6 separate regions of the Mus musculus genome follow, and regions 2, 3, 4, 5 and 6 are each linked to region 1. A link is a contact called in public HiCAR-type and promoter capture Hi-C data. All regions are on one chromosome and are shown on one strand. The core of a region is the stretch at or near the end of the contact, and the rest is flanking DNA. Distances in the headings are between cores, read along the strand shown. Region 1 holds the start of Magohb (mago homolog B, exon junction complex core component). Region 2 holds the start of Rhno1 (RAD9-HUS1-RAD1 interacting nuclear orphan 1). Region 3 holds the start of Fkbp4 (FK506 binding protein 4). Region 4 holds the start of Etv6 (ets variant 6). Region 5 has its middle 14 kb from the start of Klrb1b. Region 6 holds the start of 2310001H17Rik (RIKEN cDNA 2310001H17 gene).

The links. Promoter capture Hi-C pulls out the DNA fragments that hold promoters and counts their contacts. HiCAR-type assays count read pairs that join an accessible place to other places.
Region 2: a contact with region 1 is called in a promoter capture Hi-C map of pre-B cells, with 9 times the contacts expected there. The contact joins the promoter of Rhno1 here to the promoter of Magohb in region 1. A contact is called at or near these places in 1 of 39 promoter capture datasets (pre-B cells) and 1 of 484 Hi-C or Micro-C datasets (CD8 T cells).
Region 3: a promoter capture Hi-C map of pre-B cells shows a contact between it and region 1. The contact joins the promoter of Fkbp4 here to the promoter of Magohb in region 1. A contact is called at or near these places in 4 of 39 promoter capture datasets (the 3T3-L1 cell line, hippocampal neurons, maxillary cranial neural crest and 1 more), 2 of 115 datasets of contacts at active chromatin or transcription factors (embryonic forebrain and thymic regulatory T cells) and 2 of 9 other capture datasets (adipose tissue and liver).
Region 4: a contact with region 1 is called in a promoter capture Hi-C map of pre-B cells. The contact joins the promoter of Etv6 here to the promoter of Magohb in region 1. A contact is called at or near these places in 3 of 39 promoter capture datasets (cranial neural crest, liver and pre-B cells) and 2 of 115 datasets of contacts at active chromatin or transcription factors (astrocytes and thymic regulatory T cells).
Region 5: a HiCAR-type map of astrocytes shows a contact between it and region 1, with 4 times the contacts expected there. The contact joins the enhancer-like site here to the promoter of Magohb in region 1. A contact is called at or near these places in 5 of 39 promoter capture datasets (the 3T3-L1 cell line, cranial neural crest, frontonasal cranial neural crest and 2 more), 4 of 484 Hi-C or Micro-C datasets (B cells, cerebral cortex, myocytes and 1 more), 5 of 115 datasets of contacts at active chromatin or transcription factors (astrocytes, embryonic forebrain, embryonic limb bud and 2 more) and 2 of 9 other capture datasets (adipose tissue and liver).
Region 6: a contact with region 1 is called in a HiCAR-type map of astrocytes, with 5 times the contacts expected there. The contact joins the promoter of 2310001H17Rik here to the promoter of Magohb in region 1. A contact is called at or near these places in 2 of 39 promoter capture datasets (cranial neural crest and second pharyngeal arch cranial neural crest), 2 of 115 datasets of contacts at active chromatin or transcription factors (the NIH/3T3 cell line and astrocytes) and 2 of 9 other capture datasets (adipose tissue and liver).

What each region holds. Positions count from the first base shown.
Region 1 is chr6:131,291,136-131,295,026 of GRCm38.p6, forward strand. It overlaps Magohb (mago homolog B, exon junction complex core component), which reads right to left and starts at 2,109. Exons shown (of 5, transcript NM_025564.2): 1 at 1,937-2,109. The coding sequence starts at 2,030.
Region 2 is chr6:128,360,719-128,364,609 of GRCm38.p6, forward strand. Rhno1 (RAD9-HUS1-RAD1 interacting nuclear orphan 1) reads right to left here and starts at 2,193. Exons shown (of 3, transcript NM_001326585.1): 1 at 2,121-2,193. Foxm1 (forkhead box M1) reads left to right here and starts at 2,276. Exons shown (of 8, transcript NM_008021.4): 1 at 2,276-2,399.
Region 3 is chr6:128,436,996-128,440,886 of GRCm38.p6, forward strand. It overlaps Fkbp4 (FK506 binding protein 4), which reads right to left and starts at 1,661. Exons shown (of 10, transcript NM_010219.4): 1 at 1,411-1,661. The coding sequence starts at 1,515. It overlaps Gm10069 (predicted gene 10069), which reads left to right and starts at 1,762. Exons shown (of 5, transcript NR_028593.1): 1 at 1,762-2,392; 2 at 2,520-2,701.
Region 4 is chr6:134,034,102-134,037,992 of GRCm38.p6, forward strand. It overlaps Etv6 (ets variant 6), which reads left to right and starts at 1,599. Exons shown (of 8, transcript NM_007961.4): 1 at 1,599-2,037. The coding sequence starts at 2,005. It overlaps Gm46977, which reads right to left and starts at 1,211. Exons shown (of 4, transcript XR_001785383.2): 1 at 941-1,211.
Region 5 is chr6:128,837,897-128,841,787 of GRCm38.p6, forward strand. No RefSeq gene overlaps it. Among named protein-coding and RNA genes, the nearest start is that of Klrb1b, 14 kb to the left of the region's middle. Within about 2 kb of position 1,790, at least 358 of the 459 cell types and tissues checked have an H3K27ac peak or open chromatin away from gene starts, as enhancers often do. A contact at or near this core is called in B cells, adipose tissue, astrocytes and 9 more, where this site is marked.
Region 6 is chr6:129,236,840-129,240,730 of GRCm38.p6, forward strand. 2310001H17Rik (RIKEN cDNA 2310001H17 gene) reads right to left here and starts at 1,643. Exons shown (of 4, transcript NR_040268.1): 1 at 1,597-1,643; 2 at 900-1,005.

The DNA.
Region 1 (3,891 bases), core at 859-3,358:
CCTTACACTACACAGGGAGAGGCTCCAACAAACCCCTGATCATTCTGCTCTCCTCTGGTTTTTCTCTCACCCAGAAACCAAGAAGGTTTCTCAGTTTTATCTCAATCAAGTGTCTCATCTTCTAGGGGCAGATTCTTTTTTGCATGGGGAACTTTGTGAGGGGACAGGGTTTGACTGTGTAGCTCTGGCTTTTCTGAAACTCCATCTGCCCCCAGAGTACTAGGATTAAAGACTCAGGGAAGCTGGGCGTGGTAGCACACGCCTTTAATCCCAGCACTCGGGAGGCCGAGGCAGGCAGATTTCTGAGTTCGAGGCCAGCCTGGTCTACAGAGTGAGTTCCAGGACAGCCAGGGCTGCAGAGAAACCCTGTCTCAACCCCCCACCCCCACCCCAATAAAAAGACTCAGGGAAAACTTTTTTTGTTTTGTTTTTCAAGGTCTGATCATTTACTTCTTTGTCTTAAACACTTACTGTTTACTGGACTCAGACTTAAAAGTAGAAGCTCTCATTGAGGACAGTCTATGTCTCTTGGAAATCTGTTCCTGGTATTTTTTTTTTTTAAGCTTCATTCTCTAGGCCAAAAGTTAAGCTTATTCTGTAGCTACCTTGTTTTTCTTAGTGTGTTGCTTCTTGAGAACAATACATTGGAGATGGTGTTGTTGAAGGACAAGTGACGTAAGTAGATGCTGAACCTTGGGTGCTTTCCTCCTGGATTTCTTACAGCCACTGTTGCAGGGCTTTTCAATAGTTCATTAGCAGACATCGTCTTCTTTAGAGTTACTAAAATGCTTTAAGATTCTGCTAGCTTGTTGGGACCAAAAACAGAGGGACAGGGGCTCAGTCCAGCAGTATCAATATTTTTTTACAATAACCAATTTGAAAGCACTCAGATTGGCATTCATAATATATCAAGAACAGACCTGCAATTCCTCTCTCCAGCTCTCCTTGGTCTATAGAAGTATGCCCCTTACTCAACAGCAGGTACACTCTGCTCTGGGTCAAGAAGCCTTGTTTTGTGGGAAAAGCTTGTTTGTCATTCCCCCAGTCCTTGGTTGTGACTGGGACCACACAACACTTCCCCTCTTCACCCAGAGCATCAGCGGCTACCCCTGTGGCCATTTGCTTCTTGCTGAAAGTATGAAGTTTGTATTGATTGTCCCCTTGAAAGAGTTCTGACAGCTGGTGGCTAGGAAGGAGATTTTCAGACTCATTTAGACAAGGCTGGCCGACTGCCTAGGAGGTGGCACAAAAAGAGCTTCTAGGAGCATTTCCACTGACTCCCTTACCTTTGGCCATCATCCACTAGTGAAGAACTGTATTTCAAACCTGACACATACCACATTCCTGTGTTCAGACACGGGGCTCCTCCCCTATAAAGCAGCTTTAACACATACCATGAATGAACGAGTAGGCCAAAGAGGTCACCTAAAGATTCCATGCATCCTCTGGAGTATCACTTGATAATTCTGTTAACACTCCCGGAGCACAGGTTCTCTGCTCTAAGTTTCCGATTCCTATATGTTCAACTTTTCAGGAGTGGCAGAATTCGCTTTTCTGAATTACTTTACAGCATTTTTTTCCCTCTCACAAACATAACCCATGTCTGCTCTCACAAATACAGCACAAGCCTGCTACAAAAGCAAAGTCTTCCAATGTTGGAATGAAACCCTTCAAGCCCTTCTGGGAGTCTGGGGCATGGTGACACGCCTGTCATCCCAGCATCCCAGAGGCTGAAGCAGGAGGATCGTGAGTTCGAGGGCGGCTTGGACTACACAACAAGGCCCTTTCTCAAAACTAAACAAGTAAATTGAAATAAAGAAGAAAGGAAACACACACACACACACACACACACACACACACACACACACACACACACACACGCTGAAACCCGCTCCCTGGGCGGCTCGCCCTCCCTCGCAGCCCCTCCGCCGCTCACCGTCCGGCCGAAACTCGAACTCCAAAAACTCGTGCCCAAACTTGCCCTTATGCCCGACGTAGTAGCGAAGGTAGAAATCACTACCCATAGACATTTTTACCCTCGGTAAAGCCCGCTATACCGCGGGGCCAACGTGCCGCCGGCGCGAGGTAGTGACGTCACGGGCGCAGGCAAAGCGCGTCACCAAGGGCGCGTTTACTCCGGTAGGGAACGAAATCCCGGAAAACTGAAGAGGAAGCAAGAGACCCCCAAGAGAACTGAAGGTTCGCATTGGAGCCACCACGATCTCGAGCGCTTTTTTTTTTTTTTTTTTCTTTTTTTGGAAAAGATTTTCATGTCTTCGATTTTTACGTTTTAACTCTGTGACGATGTTATACACGTACATGATGAATTTTAGTCGCTCCCACCATGTTATCTTCTCTCATCCCTTCTCCGCTGAACCAGTCTTACCAATAAGCCCTCCTGTACGTTTACGCCTTGTTTTTGTCTGGGTTGAGGGGAGGCTCACCGAGTTTAATAAGGGTGGCTTGCATGAGCGCGTTGGTGGATACAAAGTCCCGGATTTCATTTTGGCATTCTATATTTTGGTTGAGCCACACTCCACCTCTTCCTCATCTACTGCCCCCAACCCTTGGGCCCAAATTATTCCCGCTGCACTTTCTTGTTAAATGTATCCTGTTACACTTCCCACTCTATTTCTTTAACCTACACTCAGTATCCTCTCTGGTTTAATAACCTACACTCACTAGCACATAAATACACTCATACAAAAGCTAAAATTCTATACAAGATTTGTCTTAATACTTCATCATTACCTCACTATAATAATTGCCAGATTTGTCCGTTTTCCTGTATATTTTATCTTAGCAAAGAAATAGCTAGGGATTTTGTTTCTTTGTTTTCTTCTCGTTTGTTTAAATGGGCTTGGAAGGAACAGATGTAAAACCACTTTTACTTTCGAGTTGCCCTATGCTATAGGTGTGTCTTTTTCTGAGTTTTGAACTAAGGTTTACAAGCTGTACTTATTGTGGGTATCTCTGATCTCGAAGCACATTGTAAAGTGGGGTGTGACTCTACTTCCTGAAACTGGTGAACTGAGAAAAGATACATTCCGGTGGCAACCAGAACACAATCTACCAGAGTCCCTTTTGGTAATACTTCAAAATTTCCAGTAGCTAACAGCCCAGACGGAGACACAGAGTAAAATGAATCTGTCTGGTGGGAGTTTGATGTTTAAATAGCACATGAAACTGAAAAGTCCAGATAGTCATCATAGAAGAGTTTTTCATAGTATACTACAACTCATGAGTCACTAAGGGTTAATGGTTAGTACCCTATATATTTGCAGGGCTAGGTCACAGTTCTCAACAGTTTGAGTTGGAAAAATACGGAACATCCAAGTGTAGTCTTGAAGAGCACAAAATGACAGTGAACTGCACCCAGTTCCCTCGTTCCAATTCCTGATCACCTTTCTTTTAGCACCACTGAGTAATCCTATCGGTGACTGATGGCCTTCTGTCACAATCCTAAGAAAAAGAGTCCAGTCTCAGTACTGGTCCCACGTAACCTTGGACAAGTCATTATCTCTCAACCTGTTTGATCATTAACTAACTAGATACACAGTGATCAACTGCCAAACACAGACCTGAGAAAATTAAACAACATGTATATGATATGCTTTGAAATCTATGCAACACGAGTTTTAACAAGCCTTTTTCTATGTGCCAGAGCAGATGGAAGTTAGTAATAAAGCAATCACAACATTTACACCTTCAGAATAAAAAGAAAGCAAACATATAAGGCAAACACCAGCAAAGGGAAGTAACTGGTATAGTAAAGAATGCATGCAATAGAACAGCTCTGTATGAAAAGGGCAAGTAGTTTTATTGGGGGGTGGAGTTAGAAGTTTACAAACAAGGGTGGTATTAAAGAAGACATATAAAAGGTGCTATTTG
Region 2 (3,891 bases), core at 943-3,442, 2.9 Mb before region 1:
TATGTGTGGCATGTGTCCCCTCAAATGCATTCGTCCTCACACACAATGTCACTATCTGTGAGGCTGTGCCTATCTAGCTAACAAAAGAAAAAAGAAAAAGAGGCTAGGGGTGGTAACATCCATCTTAAATCCCAGCATTCAGGAGGCAGGCAGATTTCTCTGAGTTGGAGGTCAACCTGGTCTATACAGTGAGTTCCACGACAGTAAGGGGATACAAAGTGAGACCCTATTTAAAAAACATTTTAAAGAATGAATGACAAAAAATATTAGACATAGTGTCAACATTGGGTCTGAAAACCAGGTGAGGCCACATGACTGTGGGGTTGGGTTGAGTAACCACTAGGTTTTCAAATAGAAGTTTGTAATCACATCTAGGTTTTGTTAAAAGACAAACAACAACACAACAACAACAAAAAGAACAGCCCAGATTCTCTAGCATATAAGGAGATGTCAACCGAGTTACGGATTAAGTCGCATGTACTTAGCATCCAGCAATCCCGACTTTGCATGGTTTTGAATATATTCTTTTTGGCTTTCAGACTGAACCTCAGGCCTCAGCACATTAGGCAGTAACTGTACCTCTTGGCTATAGACCAGCCCTCATAGAATTATTTTGGCTTTTGTGAGACAGGGTCTCGCATAGCCTCCCCTGGCTTCAAATGCACTATGTAGTCTCCACCTCCCACATGATGGGATCACAGGCTGGCCCCACTGGGAAGGCAAGTTAAGGAAAGAAGGGCCTGCTCTGGCTCACAGATCCAGGGTACAGTGTTGAGGAGTCTCAGCAGCGGGAACTTGACAGCAGCTGGGCACATCACCTTAGCAGACAGGAAGCAGGTGAATTCTCCGGCTCAGTTTGCTTTTAGTCAATCAATCCACAATCCATGAAATAGGAAATAGGGCCACATCCCATCTCAGTTTTAGCTATATAATCTCTTACCCAAACAAAATCGAAGTCAGGTTTTGGCTCGTTTCTGCTCAGCCTTTGCCTATTTTTATTAATCTTTGAGATAGAGTCTTGTTATGTAGCCTTGGCTAGCCTGGGGCTGGCAATGTAGACCTGGCTGGCCTGGAATTCAGAGATCTGCCTGCCTCTGCCTCCTGGGTGCTGGAATTAAAGGTGTGCACCACCACACTCTGCTCACTCTTCAAACACAGTCTTATTATGTAGCCCAGACTAGACTAATGTGAGGCCCTTTTGTCTCACACCAGGATTATTGGTACGTGCCACATACCTAGCTGCTTACAACTTCTAACCGGGTTCCTTCAAATATTAAATAAGAACAAAATTCAGAAAGGCGAAGACCCTGCCTCCTGTCTCATAGCATACCACACTCACTACATCTTAGGCCTTTGTATTCAGCAGGCCTCCTCCCGGTCAAAGCAGCTCTCCCTTCTCTATTTACTTCAGGGTTTCCCTCTCTTCTGTGTAATGGGTAACAGATCTTACACCGCGTTCTCAGCTCCTTTAAAAAAAAAAAAAGGAAAGAAAGAAAGAACGGCTTTACTGTCCTAAGTCAAGATCTCATTAAAATAAACAAAGTTATCACAGGAGGCTGCGGGAGGGCGAGCCAGTGACCCCGGCTACTCCGAAGGCGGAAACACGAGGATCCAGAATTCTACACAACCTTGTGTCAGACAAAACCCACCGGCCTCTAACTTGTTCCTCTGTAGCTAGAATTCTACCGATCTGTTCATCTCATTCTGTGCTCCCTCGCCATCAGACGCTGAGGCCAGGGGGAGGACGCCCGGGTCCGCCGCTGTATCCTCCGCTCTTATCGTAAAGTACTTCGAGGGAATAAACGATCGTCCGGACACCTCGGGGGCTGGGGCCCGGGAGGAGGCGGCCACAGACCGGAGCGGGGCGGAGCCACGTAACCGCAAGTCTAGGGCCAGAAACCCAAGCCGGACCCCACGGAGCCGCGTGGACTGAGCGGGGCGGGGGACCCAGGGGTAACCGAGTGGGTAGCCAGCCCGGGGAAGTGGCGTACGCTGTCCCGGAAGGAAGTCGACCACTGAGGCAGGGCGGTCCGGGGCGGGGCGGAGCAGGCTGCTGGCCGCCGTCCGCGCGTCCCCGCGTCCCTCCCGCCGCCCCTCGAGCCCCGCCGGGGCCGCCTTACCCGCCCTCCCGGCCGCGGCCGCCGCTCCTCAGGACACCGAGCGTTCGGGGCCGGAACCCGGAGACAAGCCGGTGCCGATTGGCGACGCTCCGTCACGTGACCGCAACGCTCCGCCGGCGCCAATTTCAAACAGCGGAACAACTGAAAGCGGCGCTGCGGGACCCACCCCCGGCCCGGGCTCCCCCGTCACCCCGCCCCGGGCTCCCACCCCGGCCGTCCCGCCGGGACCCGCCGCCCGGGCCCGGCTCGGCCCCGCGTGGAGCAGACGCGGCCTGTGAGGTGAGTGGGGTGCGGCCGGGTCCAGGGAGGGCTCGGAGTCGGCACTGCCGGGGCTGTGGGGCGCGAGGGGGTGTTGGGCACCGCCGGGAAGAAGGTCTGAGCCTCCGGCCTCGGCCTTGCCGCCGCCGTGTTCTCCGAGCATCCCCGGACCCTGGGAACAGGCCTGCCCTCGGAGTCTGCATTTGCAGTCAACCCTGCCTCCGCCTCCACCGCTGCAGGGCGGGATCCTGGCTGAGTGTTGGTTGCAAGGTTCCCTGTTGAGTGTGGAGAATAATGGGGTCGTGGGGTGGCTCTGCAAGTCTCCTTCCGCTAGAAGATATTGGGAGTGTTAGGGAAAGGCTGGTCAAAGAGAGCCCCTGTGGTGGTGGGGGGGGGTGTCTAACATCTGATTGGGGTGGGGTGCAATGGGAAGGAAAACGAAAACTGAGATTTGAAGGTCGAGAGAACGGAGTATGAAGAGAGCTGCAGGGTGGAAGGGACCTGAGAACTCTTAAGCAGCTGGCAAACGTCAAAAGAGTGTAATCCCTTCTTTGGCAGGTGTCCTAAAGCGACAGCTGCTTTCTCTGTTTCTCACAGGATTGCAAAAGTGACAGGATTTAACTTAATGATAAATTATTCTATCTACCTATAAAAAAATCCATAGGAATGCTTTTTCTAAAGACTTCCTTCCTTAGCGTTTCAAAACCACTTTAGCATAGCCAGGCATAGTGGTGAGTGACTGTAATCTCAGCAACTAGAAAATTAGAGGCCAGAGGCTCAGCAGTTCAAAGCCAGCCTGGACTACAGGCGATTCTGTCTCAAATATAAAAGCCACCTTAAGCTTATTAATGATGGCACATCTTAGTATGAAGGAGATCAGTATTACAATCTTACTTTTGAAGCAGAAGATCAAGGTATATAGAGTATTATACTCACAAAACTAAAATATTGCCAGGCAGTGGTGGCGCATGCCTTTAATCCCAGCACTTGGGAGGCAGAGGCAGGCAGATTTCTGAGTTGCAGACCAACCAGGGCTACACAGAGAAACCCTGTCTCAAAAACAAAACAAAACAAAACAAAAAACAAAAAAATCCCACTAAAATATAGTTACTTTCAGGTACCAAAATATCATTGTGCAAATGCTTTGCAAATTTTGAAAGAAGAAAAACACACTTTAAAAAAAAAATTAATGTAATGGGGCTGGGGAGATGGCTCAGTGGTTAATGGAAGCTCTTGAAAATCTTTTTTTTTTTTTCCCAATTCAAAAGGATTGGGGTTTTTATTGTAGAACACTTACAAGCATTCACAAGGCCCCGGGTTCAATCCCTACCACCACATAAACCTGGTATTGTAGCTGCACCTGTGATTCTAACAGGTGGAGGCAGGAGAATCAGAAGTTTAAGGTCCCCTGCATTATTTGAGACTGATGGAAAAGGGCCATAGGGTATAGCTCAGGAGTAGAGTAGAGTCCTTGCCTACTGTATGTGTAGCCCTGAGTTCAGTCACAGTACTG
Region 3 (3,891 bases), core at 411-2,910, 2.9 Mb before region 1:
CTATCCAGAACTTATCGGTCAGGCATTGAGGACAACCCCTATCCTCCAGAGGTGTTTGGGGGAAAACAAAAATAAAAACAAAAACCTGATAGAAAGTAGTGGATCACCAGATCAGGGTCTGGTTTGAATAGAAAGGAACAGGAGTAATGAAAAGAAAAAGATCCCCTCAAAACTGGGAAAAAGGAAGGACCAGATTACAGCCGAGCACAAAGGCTCTGTATCAGGCGCTGGAAACTACATGTGGGAAGGGAAACTACCTGTCTGGCAAGCCAAGGAGTCCTTTATCTCTCCTGCGTGTATAGGCAGGCGTCTATTTCTGCTTAACATTCTTATATATGGTGACCCCATAGGAGAGCCAATAGGTAGATATGGAACCCATCCTCTAAGGCTTCCTTGATAAGAATGTACAGGGCCCCGCGAAGGAATGGAGGATAAAAGAGGAACAGACCCCGTCTGGGAATCAGAACCTAGCGCAAAGGAGAAAGGGCCACATGTTCACGGGGAGCAGCAAGAGTTGAGGTAAAAAGCCAGGAGCATTTCTGGACCAACGAGGCTCCCTAAGGTCTCTGGTTTGCACAAGCCACACACACTAGAAACTGAGCAATGGGACTCACGGAGGAGAAACAATGGATGCAGGGAGACATGCAATGCAGGTTAGGATTTCACCGTCCTGGACTGCTGGCAGAACCTGCTCTGAAACGGCGTCCATTGTCCCGACCCGGGTCAGGGCGCCCTCCCCCTCGCTCCTCGGGCTATTTGCAGTCAGGCGATTAGTGAGCCGCTGGCTCTAAGGCAATGCACCTCCCCCCATGGCCAGCACCCAGTACCCCCCAACTCAGAAAGACTCAGGAGGGGCAGGCGAGGAACTACAGGTCCCGGCATGCATCGCTCTCGCTCTCCCCGGGCCGAGAAAGGGGGCACAGCATGGCCGAGCCCGTGACCTCGCTGGATCTCGGCGATTGCAAAAGGGGCGCAGAAAGGCACAAAGGGCTTTGGGCCAGGAACCTGCTCCCGGGAGCCGTTTCAGGTCCTAGCTAATGTTTAACTTTCAAGTGGGCGAGCCCTGGCGCACCTTCGTCCAGGTGGACGGCGCACGCTGCGGCCGAGGGGTTCCCGGGAGGCGAGGCCTGAGTCCCTCGGCGCGCCCGAGCCTCGTGCACCCCGCCCGGGCCCCCTGGCAGCGGCTCTCGCGCTCCGCTCCGCCCCTCTCAGCCGCACAGTGCAGCCGGATCGAGTTGGCGTTGCAGTGGGGGCTTCTTCCCGGACCCGGGCCGCACCCTCCGGAGCGTGCAGCCGCCGTGCCGTTTTCAGGGCTGCAGCCTGCGCAGGGAAGACGAATCCCCCCCATCCTCCGGCCGCGGTACCCCCAAGGCCCATGAGCCTGCAGCCGAGGACTCCGCGGCCCCTCACCTTGAGCACGCCCTCGTCCTGTTTGGGGCTGATGTCCACTCCTTCGAGAGGCAGGGGCGCCGACTGCGCCCCGTTCTCCGCCGCCTTCATCTCCTCGGCGGTCATGGCCGCTGGGCGCACCGTTGGCTGCGAGAGTGTGGCAAGCGCGAGCACGGCACTCTGGCCGCCGACCGGAGTGAGCGACGGGGCGGCGTGCGGCGGAAGGCGGCGCTGCCCACCTCGAACCGCGCTCCAGGCTCGCGCACCCGGCTATCCGCGCGCTCGCCGGCGGCGGCCGAGTGGGGTGACGCCGAGGGGCGGGCCTGGCGCGGCCCGGCCTGCAATTGGTCCCCTCCGCCTCGGGGGCGGGGCAGGGAGGAGCGGCACGAGCGGGCTGCAAAGGGGCGGGAGCGGAGAACTTTCTAGAGAAGCGGTTAAACGGGTTGAGGCTCTTGGACTGAGGGTACTGGAGTGGTTTGGTTTTTTTGTTTGTTTGTGTCGTTTTTGTTAAGATTTGCTTTTCTGGTTGATGGCCCCTAGGAGTGCCCTCCTCCTACACCAGGACCTCTGGGATCACAATCTTCCCTATGTCGTTCCGCCCCACCCCCACCCTTACCCCACCCCTCTGCCCGCGTCTAAGCGATTTTTCCAGATCCTTCTCTATCCTCAGGACTCCAAGTGGCGAGCCTCCCAAGTCCGGGCCTGCCTCGTGGCCGGCCCTGCTCACCCAGGCCCACAGCGGAATAGCTGGAGACAGGCAGTCAGATGTGAAGTGGCAAAGATCGGCCTCCCGTGATTGTGCCACAGATGCCCATGGTTCCAGGCGTGGGCACCTGAGCAGTGTGGGAAAGAGAGGTCGAGGGATTGAAAGTGTGGGCCCCGTAGGGACAGTTTCAGCCCAGGTGCACAGATCGGACACAACTTTGCCCTCCCTGCAGCCTGGCAGGCCCACCGCAAAAATGCCATGAGCAGATTTATAAGAGCCATAGACTTGTAAGTGGAGGTACGTGTGTTAAAATTCCTTTTCTCCCACCATACTAATCAGCCTTTTTTGGTTAGTACTGGCACACAAAATGGTTTCAGCTCACGCGAAAAAAAAATTTTTTCCCCCTTCCCCCTCTTTACTAAAGGTGAATAGGAAGGAAGGTTTTCTCAACCTGCTCGCTGCTCCTATGAGATGCCTGTGGAGTTCTGAGTCTGTGTGGCTAAAACCATGAAGTTCTGATTACCGGAACAGTGCTGGCTTGATGGAAGATCTGTCTGGAGAGGTCCTGACTCTGCCCAGCAGTTTAGTACCCAGTTATACAGCCTGGTGAGTGCTATCAGACCTGCCTATTGTATTATTGGCTTTGCGAGTTTTCATTCCAGTGTAATGAACTTTTTGTCTCTGTGTGCCCAGCATGGTGCTGTTCGTGGTCCAACGCAAGTGATGGCGTTTAAGTAGGCAATAAGCTAGTTATTATATGGTGCCTGCGAGATGGCTCAGTGGATGTTGGTGCTTTTGAAAGTCTTTAGACCTGGGTTTTATCCCTAACACCCACAGTATTGAGAAAACCCCTTCAAAGTTGTCTTTTGACATCCACACTTGTGCCCTATTATCCCTCCCAAAGAAGTGAAATAATAATAACCCTTATTATGATGGTTTAAGTATATTAGGTATTTTATTGTAGTCCCTTCTGATGGAACCAAACAAATGGGTTGTAGAAGTAAGCTACTCTTTCCAGCAATTTATAGTCTCATGAGTTTAACCATGGTCTGATTTGTTAGGTGGCTAGAGACACTGCCAGAGAATATGTGGGGTGTGTGTGTGGCTACTCTGGTAGTGAAGGCTCTTGGTAGTGAATGGAGCCTTTGTATACCACTGCCTTGCACATGGTACTTATCTTTCTGGTGCTCACATAGGTACCTGCTGATTATGGTCTTTGGGTGTTATCTGGCACAGCAAGTTGTGATGGAGAAAGTATTAGCAGTGAGTTTGTGTCTCTTCCCTGAGAACAGCATTGTTGGAGGCCTAACTCCTTTGATCTCATGAGCACCTCCCAGTGGAGCACTCAGCACCAGCACTCAGTGCCTGCAGACTGCGGGCACAAAGTTACCTAAGGTTATGATAGACAGCTCTTATTGGTTAGCAATAAGCAAAGGGTTGGCTCACCTTGCAGTATAGCTGTCAAAACTGGGGCAGGTTTTGTCTGTGAGTCCTGTCAATAGGGTGACCCAGTGGTTACAAAGGAGGGAATGTTCCGGTGTGTCTAGTGCAGCACTTGGCTTCCAGTGGTAAGTGGATAGGTGATGGCCACTGCTATAATGTGATGTGTGTGGGGATGGCGGTGAGCATGAAACACTGCAGTAAGGGCATGGAGCACTGTAGTAAGGGCATGGAGCACTGCAGTAGGAGCATGGAGCACTACAGTAGGAACATGGAGCACTGCAGTAAGGGCATGGAGCACTGCAGAAGGAGCATGGAGCACTGCAGTAGGAGCATGGAGCACTGTAGTAAGGGCA
Region 4 (3,891 bases), core at 349-2,848, 2.7 Mb after region 1:
TTGTCAGACCCTGTCTCAAAACAAACACAACCACAGGAACACAACGAAAATTCCCAGTAAGAAACAACAGCAAAAAAGCTTCAAGAACACGGGAGCAAAGGTAGGTACTCGTGAGAGATAAGAATGGGTAAATGCAGTCCGGTTGGGACCTAGCATAAACAAGACTAAGTTCTTTTGGTGAATATGGCTACTAGATGACAAAACGGGTTGTGGTACCTTGGAGGTTCCCTCCAAGAACATTACTGTTATCAGCAACGGGGTGCGTTCCCAGCCTGACTCTTGGAAAATTTCATTTAGAGTGTCCTAATATGAGTATGTATGAACAGAAGTTCTGTTTATGAAAGTCTGAGCACGTTTTTACGACGCTGAAAAGTGTGCAGGAAATAAATAAATACATAAGAAAGATCAGAGGCAGAACTAGTTCCAGGCCAGCCTGAAAGAGTTCCAGGACAGTCAGGGTTACATTGAGAGATTTTACTTCAAAACAATACTGCTTCCTCCCACCCCCACGCCTCCTTCCCAAGAAACTACAGAGGTGGGAATACAGAGGTGAGTCTGGGAAACCCTCAGCAGGGAAGATGAGTATAATGCATTCATACACGCATACATTTGTGTTTATTTTACCGTCAAAGCACAAAATGGAAGTGCATCAAGCTCTTCGTTATATATCCACATATTAAACCTGTATAGACTAGAGGGTTAGAATTTAAACACCATCTTCTGCGGTGGGCATTTTAAGAGATTATAAATAGCAATAAAAATAGAGTGATCGGAACGCTGGTGCTCAAGGCTAGCGCCTCAGCCCCAGGATTCTGGCAGCCCCTCCTCTGCAGGACCCCGGGCTGTCCCCTCCGCCAATGACCGAGCCCGAGGAGCGGCCCAGGGGAGGGCTAAGATCTGCTGGAACGCGCCCTGTCAACTTTGTAGTCCAGTCACCTACGTCGGTTGGTAGCGGCCGCTGTGGCTTTAAATGGCCGGGGGATTTCGAATCGGGGAAGGCGGGAGGTCAGGCCGTGGGGCGCCCCCGTCGCGGGGAGCACCCCCGCTCGCCGCGTCCCTGCGCCGGAGCGCGACCGCGCGGCTTTGTCTCCAGCGTCGCGCCCTGCACTTCCCCGTGCGCAGCCTGTAACCCGAGCTCCCATTTCCTGGTGGATTCTCTTAAAGCGGCCGCGGTCGCCGCGCAGAACAAAGGCCATTGTCTCGCTTCCTCCTGCGGCGCCGCGTCCTTCCCGGAAAGCCCCTTCCTAGACTGCGGTCCCCAGGCTGCATTTGCGCCTCTGGGAGTGCACAGAAAAGCCCCTACTGTGCGTGGCCCAGGTCCTCCTGAGGCGCAGCCAGGGGAGTCGGGAGAGAGATGAACCAGGCTTGCTGGTCCTTGGGCCACGCTGCAAGGTTCCCCAAAGGCGTCCTCCGCCTCGGGGCGGCCCAGTGGGCATCCCGCGCCCCTCCCCCGCACGCCTTTTGATTTCTCCGCGGCCCGCGGTAACCCGAGCTTTTATTTCCTGGTGGCTCCTTTAAGAGGCAGAGCCGGGTGCTGGGAATTCACGTCAGTTTCTGCCCTGAAACTCTCAAGATCAATGAGCAGAGAGCTTTCTCAGTTCTGCCTTTCAGTTTCTCTCTTCCAGGAAGGAAAACATTCGAGAAAGAGAGAGGGAGGGAGGGAGCGAGGGAGCGAGAGAGCGAGCGAGCGAGCGCCGCGGGAGGGCGGGCGCGCCGGCCGCGGGTGGGAGGAGACACGCCAGGCCGGCCTGCTGCGCCCGGGTCGCCGCGCCGCGACCCGCACACCCCACGCCGTGCTCGCCGGCTCCTACGCCCCCGCACCTCGCGCCCAATCCGCGCGTTGAGAAGAGCCCCCCCTCCCCCTCGGGCGGCCGCCGCCAGCGATGCTGCAAGAAACTTCTTAAACGACCGCATCCCGCTGCCCCGCCGAGCGTTTCTGGGTTGGGGAGAGGAAAGGAAAGTGGAAAAAAACTGAGAACTTCCTGATCCCTTTCGCTGTGAGACATGTCTGAGACTCCTGCTCAGTCTAGCATTAAGGTAACGATCGGATTCCCCTCCTTCCTCCGCTGGGCGATCGGAACCCCCTTACCCCGGGGCTGCTGGTGCAGTTGCTAGGCTGGCGGGGAATTATTTGGGGCGCGAGGGAAAAGGAGATGCAGCTCGCGGCCGCGCTGTACCCTTTAGTGTAACCTTGCTGCACCCCTCTCCGCCGAGATCCTCTTGGGCTCCTGCCTCCCCCCCCCACTCCCTTTCTTTCTTTCCTTTTTTTAATAGTATAGAATAGAGTTTATTTAGGGCAAGGGGAGGGGAGTCAAGAGGGTAGTTGTGGCAGAAAAAAGCAGAGAGAGGGAGAGAGTAGAGAAGTAGAGGCAGGCCATGAACACGTGGAGAGAGAGGGAAGGGAATAGGGAAGGTAGGGGGAAGGTAATAGCCCAAGAGGACAAGAGAGAAAGAGAGCCCCACTCCCTTTCTTTTTGACAATGTAATGCCGCTCTCAATTGGTAGGAGGAACCCGGGTTGTCTTCAGATCTGTAGAGCACCTCCGTAATTAGTGCGCTTAAAAATAAGAAAGGAAAAAGAAAAACCCTTTCTCTTTATTCCTACGCATAACGTGAGACTGAATTGTAACTTTTGTTCCCAAGGGGTGGTCTCTAGGGAAAAAGTTCTAGGGGCTCCACTAGGATGCTCTCTCTCTCTCTCTCTCTCTCTCTCTCTCTCTCTCTCTTTACGCCCCTCCTCCCCCCCCCCCCCCCGTTCTATCACACAAGAATTTTACCCTCTCTTCTCTTCTGATTGTGATTGCAAGTCCTAAGACAGTCTTGGTGTCAGCTTTTCCTGGGCATTGCACAATGAAAAAAAAAATTAAACCAAGGTGAATAAAGTTGCTGAATAGTTGTTTTACGCTAGTGCATATGAAAGTTGAGCAATCTGAAAGTAGAAAACTCCTGTGATGAAGGGTGGAAAAGAAGTAGCTAAGCAAAATGACCTTCTCTGACAGTCCAAGCTGGTGTGGAAAAGCTGCAGTCTTGGAGCTCCCTGACCTGCTCTAAGTTCAAGAGGGATATTTGCAAACAGCCTTTGCCTCCAGGTAGTCGCATGTGCATGTATATACACAGTCTGTCTATATAGGCTGAGGTGCTGTAGTTAGTTGCTTTTAAAAAGTTGTTGTGAAGTTTGCCACCATTGGGAGGCAGGATGGTTTGACTGTCTACCTCAGTTATTTTTCCCATGCTGCGTTTATTTCAAGGTTCTGCCAGTCACCAGGAGGCAAGCTGTTCTGCTCAATGGGCAGGGCTGAAGTTTCTCAAGTTTTCTAATGGTTTGGCCTATTTAATATGTGCCCCTTGCATGGATGTTGGGGAAACAATGGGCAACTAGCCTGTTTTCTTCTCTGGGGCGGTGACAGCGGTTCATCTAGGATCTATGGGAGGGAAAGGTATTTTGTCACTGCCTTAACTAGTTTTTCATAATTAGAATCAGACCTTGGTGTTTCTTATCAGGAATGACGGTCATGGGTTCGAAGTCAGGCTGCCGAGGACTTCGAAGGTGCATTGGTGTCTCTGTTTTGTGCCTCACAGGAGAGCCCAGAAGAACTTTTTGGTCTTTTGTGTTGGTGAATATCTGGGGTAGGCTTTGGAGCAGCGGGGAGTGCTTCCCTGAAGAATTTAGGATACTGAGATACTTTTTCCTTTGCAATATAAATTAGATTCTTCATCGAGTTCAGGGGGAAAAAAGTCTTGTCCTATAGATAATCTGATTTACTTCACACTTCATAACAAAAACAGAGGCAACTGAATAATAGGGTATTAGAATGGTGAACTGTATTTGGCTCCATGGCAGTAAACCTGACAGCAGACAAATCTGGACCAGTGGTAGAGCAACAGCTTCCAG
Region 5 (3,891 bases), core at 540-3,039, 2.5 Mb before region 1:
GCTGCCTTGATTTCCACCATGGTGGGCTGTACATTCAAATGGACCAAACTAAACCTGTCTTTTTTTTCTAAGTTTCCTTTGTCAGGATATTTTGTCGAAGCAACTAGAAACAAAGTGAAGACAATCAACTCTTGCTGGCTCTAAAACAAGAATATTGAATTTTGTTCACAAGCAGAATCTTTCGTTTTAAAGCTCGTTACTGTTCAGAACACGTTGCCTCAGTCAAGTATAGAGCATATAAAGATGTGGAGATCCTGAATCCATCCCTGGCAAGGAAACCTAAAGCTGAGACTTAGAGTGATGGTCGCCATTTGCTGGTGGGCTCCTTGAAGGAGATGTGGCATGCTGGGGGAGGGCCGGCAAGAACCAGCAGTGTCAAGAAAAGCGTGGGGAATTGAAGTGTGTGAACCGAGCGAAGAGCGTAGGTTTGAAGCGAAATTAAGTGGAGTCTTGTCGGAGTGTTGAATTCTTTATTCCATTGAAAAAAGAAAAACATCTAGTAGCTTGCATCATCAAAATAAGTTTCGAGTACTCAATTAACTGAGCCGAAGTTTGCCGGCTCTGGTGGCGCAGGCCGGTAGGATTTGCTGAAGGAGGCAGAGGCAGGAGGATCTGGAGTTCGAGGACAGCCTGGTCTACACATTTTTTTTTCCTCCCAGTTTCAACAAAACCACAAATCCACGGCTCCACTGCGCCCCGAAACAAACTTCCAACCTCCACAAGGCCTCTTTTTATGTTTCTTCCTCCTGAAATCTGATCGGCTACTCGCACCCCAACCCGAACCAGCTTCTTCAGCCGCACCGGCTACTGCTCCACGCTGCTTACAAACCTTTATCCACGCACACGTCCGACCCTCACGCCTGCCCACGCCGCACTCCACACCCCTCTCTTCCCTACAGGCCTTCTCTACAATCCGCCTGCTTAGCCCTCTCGCGACCCTTTTCTACAGTTCTGCACGTGCGGAACGAGTCAGCAGCCACCGTTCAGAGAAAATGTTCGCTGCAAAGAGTCCGTTTTTTCTCGCTTCGAGTGTTCGGTTTTATGTACAAAGAAAGAAAGTGAGGATTACTTAGAGTCAGAAACAGGCTCAGCGGAAGCGCGGTTGCGCAACGCCTAACTTGCTACTTCAGGGAAAGAATACAGGGCGTCGTCGGGCTGGAGAGATGGCTCAGCCGTTAAAGGCTAGGCTCACAACCAAAAATATAAGAGTTCGGTTCCCAGCACCCACGGCTGTCTCTCCAGCCACCTTTTTTGTCGGACACCGCACCCACACACACAGACTACTAATATAGATAAAAGACAACTCTTAGAAAATGTTATCGGCTGTAACGAAATGGAAAACAATGATTTAAATAAAGCAAACAAGCAAGTAAAGAACTAACGTTCCACACCCTGCGTATGGCCGGAGGATTTGCGCGCTGGCGTCTGCCCTAGTCACTTAGCGTGATGACTTCTTTCATGCTGTTGCTAGTGACTCCAAATCAACTCGACGTCGTCCTCTCCTCCCTCCTCTCTTTACTACTCCTCTCATTTTGAAAAAAGTAGTTTTGGCATACATGGACCGCCTCAAGCACCAGGACCTAGGAACTCCTGACAGCTTTGCTCTTCTCTTGGGCTCAGCTGGCCTCAACTATTCACCAGGTTGCTTAGAGTTCTCCCTTCCCTAGATAGTTTGTGGCGATTCCATCACATCCAGGATGGGACCACTCTCCTCGTCTCTGGCAACCATTGTGTTTGTCTGCTCACTGACCGAGGTCCGGAAAGACCGACTCGTCACTGCACCTCTGGTATGCCCCCATGTGGTCAAGACCCCTAAGTGCATGGGATTCTAAGGTCTGTCAAAGGTGATGGGTGTGATACCACCTACTAGCAGGACCTAAGAGCCTCTGCTACTGTGGGATGAGGACAAAGGTGGATTGTGATTCATTCCGCCATGGACTTCCAGGCTTTTCTCAGTCAGTGGGGATGGAATGGAGGTGATTGAAACTAAACAGCTCTTCCATCCTAGATTGAAGAATTCCTGGACCTATACAGTCAACAAATATATAAATTTACTTAAAACAGTGTGTGTGTGTGTGTGTGTGTGTGTGTGTGTGTGTGCGTGCGTGTGCGTGTAAAACTCAATGCCGTGGATCTCCAGGGTGAGCTTTTTGGATGACACTGTCCTGTTGCAATGTCCAAGGCCGGACATACTTGTTTGCACACCTGGTCCTCACTCACTATGTCAACACGGAAGTAGGGCAGGATGCTGGCACCATCTGGCATGATAGGCGGCCCTTATTGGCTGATACTCTCTTAGCATTGGGCTCCTGTTTCACCATGTGATTTTCTTCTCAAGCATGCATCTTCTAGTGGGATGCTGCTTGCTTGAGCCCCTCACTGTCCATGACATCACCTACTCTTGGCTTAGCCTTCAAAACCACAGATTAGAGAAAATTCTTTCCACGAAAGTAGGATTATTTGTGAAGTAGAATAAACACAAGCTGGGGGTGGGGGGAGACAAGAAAGGCTGACAGCTTGGTCAATGTGACCAAAACATTATTATACGTATGCATGATCATATCACAAGGAAGCTTGTTATTTTGTATAATTAATACATTATTGCTGGGTGATGGTGGAGTATGTCTTTAACCCCAGCCTTCAGGAGGCAGAGGCAGCCAGATCTCTGTGAGTTTGAGGCCAGCTTGGTCTACAAAGTGAGTTTCAGGACAGCCAGGGCTGTTACACAGAGTAATCCTGTCTATAAATAAATAAAATAAATTATTATTAGAAGTTGAAAATGGCAATAATCAGATGTTTTCTTTTTCTTTTTGGGTTTTCGAGACAGGGTTTCTCTGTGTAGCCCTGGCTGTCCTGGAACTCACTTTGTAGACCAGGCTGGCCTCGAACTCAGAAATCTGCCTGCCTCTGCCTGACAAGTGCTGGGATTAAAGGCATGTGCCACCACTGCCCAGCTTCAGAAAAGTTTTCTTTATTTACATTACCTGGCTTCAATTATTTCATTACAATTACAAAAAAGAAATTCATATAGATTATGATTTCAAAGTGGGGAAAAACCCAAACAAATACTGTATTCAGCACAAAAACAAAACAAAACAAACAAAGGGAGTTAGGAGGTGGCTTAGCTACCAAGGATGTTATGAATTTTCAGTTTGATCCCTACAATCGAGGTGGAAATACCCATTTCCTAACCACACTCTACATTTCCCCTTGTATGGTTCCTTCTTGATGGTTATATTTGGTTTTATTGAAGTTGAAGAATTACTCCAAGATTTAGTGATTTGATATAACAAATGGTATTATAACATGACAGAGTGCAGGTCAGAAGTGTGGGGTAGCTGAGCTGGCTACTCTCACCCTAGTTTTTTTTTTTTTTTTTTTCCAAGACCCCAGTCAAGGAACATGGCAGGGCTAGAGTAATTTCAGAGAGAGATGGTAAAGGAATATGGCCAACCTAAAACAGATGGAGGGTCTCAAGTTGTTTCTTAGGGGCTGGGCTGCTTGCCTGAGAAGTGAGGTTCTGAGGTTGACACAGAGAGCATGCATGCTTGTACAGAGAGGGGGGGGAGAGGGAGGGGGAGAGAGAGAGAGAGAGAGGGAGAGAGAGGGGGGGGGGAGGGGGAGGGGGAGGGGGGAGGGGGAGAGGGAGAGGGAGAGGGAGAGGGAGAGACTGATTGGTGGGAGAGACTTCCTTTCAAATCTATGGGAATTCACAGTTTGCCCACTGAGGTTGCTTGGAGTCTCTGTTTTGCCTCTATTTCATTCCACAATCCACAGGCATATGGTAGCTTTGGCCATGTTGTCTGCTGTGATAAAGAGAATAAGGGAAATTACACCCTGGTTCTTAAAGCGCCCAGCAGTAAGGTATTCTTAATAGTTCAGTGCATTGAC
Region 6 (3,891 bases), core at 393-2,892, 2.1 Mb before region 1:
AAGGGAGTTTCCATGAAGGATTATCTAGATTAGGATGGTATGTGGGTGCATCTGAGGAAAACTAACATGGGGAAAAAAAATCCTCCCACTGAGATGAAACCATTCTTTGAGCAGGGGATTTTGGACTGTCAGAGAGTGAAGAAATTGCACTAAGCTTCATTGTTCTTTCTTTCCACAGTGGCTGGATTGTGACCAACTGCTTCAAAGGTCTGCTGCCTTCACTTTCCTCCAGTGATGCACTGTGATGATTTGAATGAGAAAAGCCCCTCATAGGCTCCTGTATATGAACACTTGGTCCCCAGTTGGTGGTGATGTTTAGGGGAGGTTGGGAAACCTTTAGGAGGTATGACCTTGCTACACTTAGTACACAGCTGGCGGTGGGTTGGGCTTGAAGAGTTTTTAGCCAATGAAGGAGAAGACCAAACAAATCAGGCAAGGAGACACACTAATGCACAGGTATTCCCAAAACAGTATGGGACATGAAAATCCATAAGATTATCAAATCATTGGGCCTGTAAAAGTGATACTATATGTTCTTCAAGGAAAATATGGGTGCCCTCCTCAATATCAAATTGAAAACTGTGCCAGTGTAAGAAAAGGGGGAGGGGGAGGCAAGATGCACAGTAAAAACCCCACTGCTTCTTATACTAAGAATTATCTGCTCTATAGACAATTACAGACCTAAGCAAAAGTCCTGAAACGAAGGTATCTGAGATGACTCACTGGGCTTTGCCGGGGCTACTGACCTGGGTACATTCCTGGGCCTCACATTTGACTGACACCGAAAAGTTGATCTCTAACCTTTATATGTACACACACACACACACACACACACACACACACACACACACAGTGAAATTACCAACATGTGTATGTTGAGAACTGGAGGGGCTACTCACCCTGAGAACGGAGAATCAGATGCACGGTGCTGGGAGCAAGAGAGCTGCCTTACTAGTCCGTGCAGTGACTAGCCTGAAAGCCACTGCCTTTTCAATTGTGCCACACCTGCAGATATTATCTACATGCAGCTTAACGCTCAGAAGGAGGGTCTCAACTCTCCCAGTTCTCTCCACTTCCTCCCTGCTAACTCCCCTGCCCCAGCAAAGAACACCTAGAGGGCCGCTCAGCAGTTTAAGAATGCTTGCTGCCCTTTTACCTGAAAATTTTAAGTAGTTCAGACAGCTCACTACCATCTGTTAACCCGAGTGCCGCAGCATTCAGTGCCCTCTGCTGAGCACTGGCGCACCTGCAGGCTTGCACACAGGAAGCTCCTCCCATCCTCTCCCCCTCCCTTCCCTCACACAGGAATGCAAATAAAAATATAACTTTAAAAGAACTCGAAGTGTCAACATCACGGTGTCATAAATAACACCGTGCAGAGCCCTATTTAAAATAAACAACCCTGCGGATTGTAGTGCTGCTCCCGGCTCCCTCAAAGCAAATTCTTTCATATGAAACAACAAAGTCTCATCCAACCGCATCGCTAATAACTAAAACGAAACACAAAACAAGTAAGGAGGGCATTGGTTGGAACCCGTGGGCGTCCCTGCTCCTCAAATAACTCTGAAACTCTTCCCTCAGGTATTCCCACTGTACCGAATCTGGAGATCTAAACTAGTCCTCCCTAGTCAGGTGGCGCCGGCTCCATCTCTGAGTTCTACAGGGCAGGAGCCCCAGCCTGGCAGGGCGGGGAGAGGTGGGGTGGGGCGGCACACGGGTGCCTGTCACAAGTCATATCCCGTGAAATGTGTATGTTAAGCCTCCAATTAAAACAGAAAGAGAAGAAATAATCTATCAAAAATCTAACAGACATCCCATCCCTCAGGAAAACAGTTCCATCTCCAATGGACATAAATTCTAATTAATAAACTTTTTTATTAAAAATAAAATTAATAAATAAAATTAATAAATGTTTCCGAACATCAAGACAAGGTGTGACATCCTTTCCTACCTCCTGTTTGTATCTTCTGCTTGTTGCTTGGCTTGTATCGTCCATAGTCATGACTCAAGCCAAAGATAAACTAAGTTTATAATTATAAGGTGCATTAACACACATCTCTTATTTGTTACCTCCCAGATACTCTTTCTTTTGCAAACATTTATAAGCTACTTTATATTGAAAAGTGGGTCAGGAAAACTAGTGATGTAAAGTGATGAATTTCATTTAACAGTTAATTACAATGAATTGATATAGAAAAGCTACCTCATAACTTATATGATTGTAAATCAATGCCTAAATAATTTCTTTCATGCATATACAACATTTAGTTTATATGATATTTTTCACAGATAGACATTCTATGTCCCCAAAGCTTTAAAGAGCTTTGTGAGAAAATGCTACTATACTGTGACAATTCACAGTTGATATGTAGAGAAAAAAACAAAACAAAACAAACAAACAAAAAAACAAGCCAAAAGAAAGAAAGAAACAAGCAAGCAAACAAACAAGCAAACAAACAAACAAGCAAACAAAAAACCAGACTACTTATCATTTCAGGCTTTAATTCTAGCGAAGTGATGAGATAAATCATTATGCAAGTCACATCAGCTAAAGCACACATAGACTCAGTCAAAACATCAGAGGTGTAAAAAATTCCGTGGCTAAACAAGTCAAACCAACTTTTCAAATCATGTATCAAGCAGCAATCCCTCTATCTAGTTTCTATCACACTGGGGCCGTGAGAACCATCAAGAGACTATTGAAAGAGATTCTCACCTGGACACCGCTTCTCAAAAATTCCATTTCCAGAATCACTGCAGCTACGGGATTCTGTAAGAAAATAGCCACGCTAAGAGCAATAGAAATAGAAATAGAACTATTTGCAGAGAGACACTCACAAAGTCTATTTGTACCCACCTCTCTGCCCATCTTGCATTAGTGTCTGTGTCTGCATGACTTAGAGGTCATTGTGAACTTGCTATCTCTGACTGCTGATGCTCATGCATATAGTTCAAGTATGATGCGTGGTGGTGAGGGTTCAGGTGAGAGATAAAAGACTCAAGATTTAGAGAGGGTTGGAAATACCGTTTCAAATTAGTGTACATGGCAGACGAAGTCACTAGCAAACTGGAAAATATCAGAGATGGGCAAATGTGTGATTCAAAACCAGAAAATCAACAGAGTTGTTAAAGAAGGAGACTGTATTTCTGTATTCTTATAGACTTAAGTGCAAAATCACGGCCCACAGAACCCAAATAGTGGACTCCACTCTTGTTTGATGAACTACTGCATCCCTGCGGGTGTGGTTAGAGTATGATGTAAAGTTACTTTCACAAGTATGTTGTTTTTTTTTTTTCAGATAAAGATCAGTTGATTACTTTCTTCGCATTTGTTATGAAATACTAGTCTTCCATTATGTTGATATACTAGGAACACCTTCATCTTGCTAGCATTGAATGCCAGGAGATCTGCTTGCCTAAGCTATCAGCTGACATTGGGTTTCAAGGTGAGAGACAAAATATGTTTTACTCTAGAATCTGAAACAAAGACATCCATTCTCACATGTTTTCACACTAGACTGGGAGTCCCAGCTCATTGTGAAGAAGAGAAAGACTTCATGGCTTCATATAAGAACAAAAAAAAAAGGGTTATACAGACTGGAAGAGAATGAACTAAAGAATTGCTTTTTTAATTATGAGATTGTTGGAAGGAAGAGAATGTTAACTTATTTATTCTTTTATTAAGTAGTTTCTTGTAGCAGATGACTTGATTGTCCAGGTAGACTACCTTAAAACCAATATAAAGATTTCCCAAAACTAGAAAGGGAAAACTCCAATGTGCAGGGATCAAGGCTAACATTAAGAAGCGAATTGTTTTTTGCATATTAACAGTGGATAATTAGAATTTAATATTTATAAGTGTAATTTACAATAATGCCAAACATTAAAAAT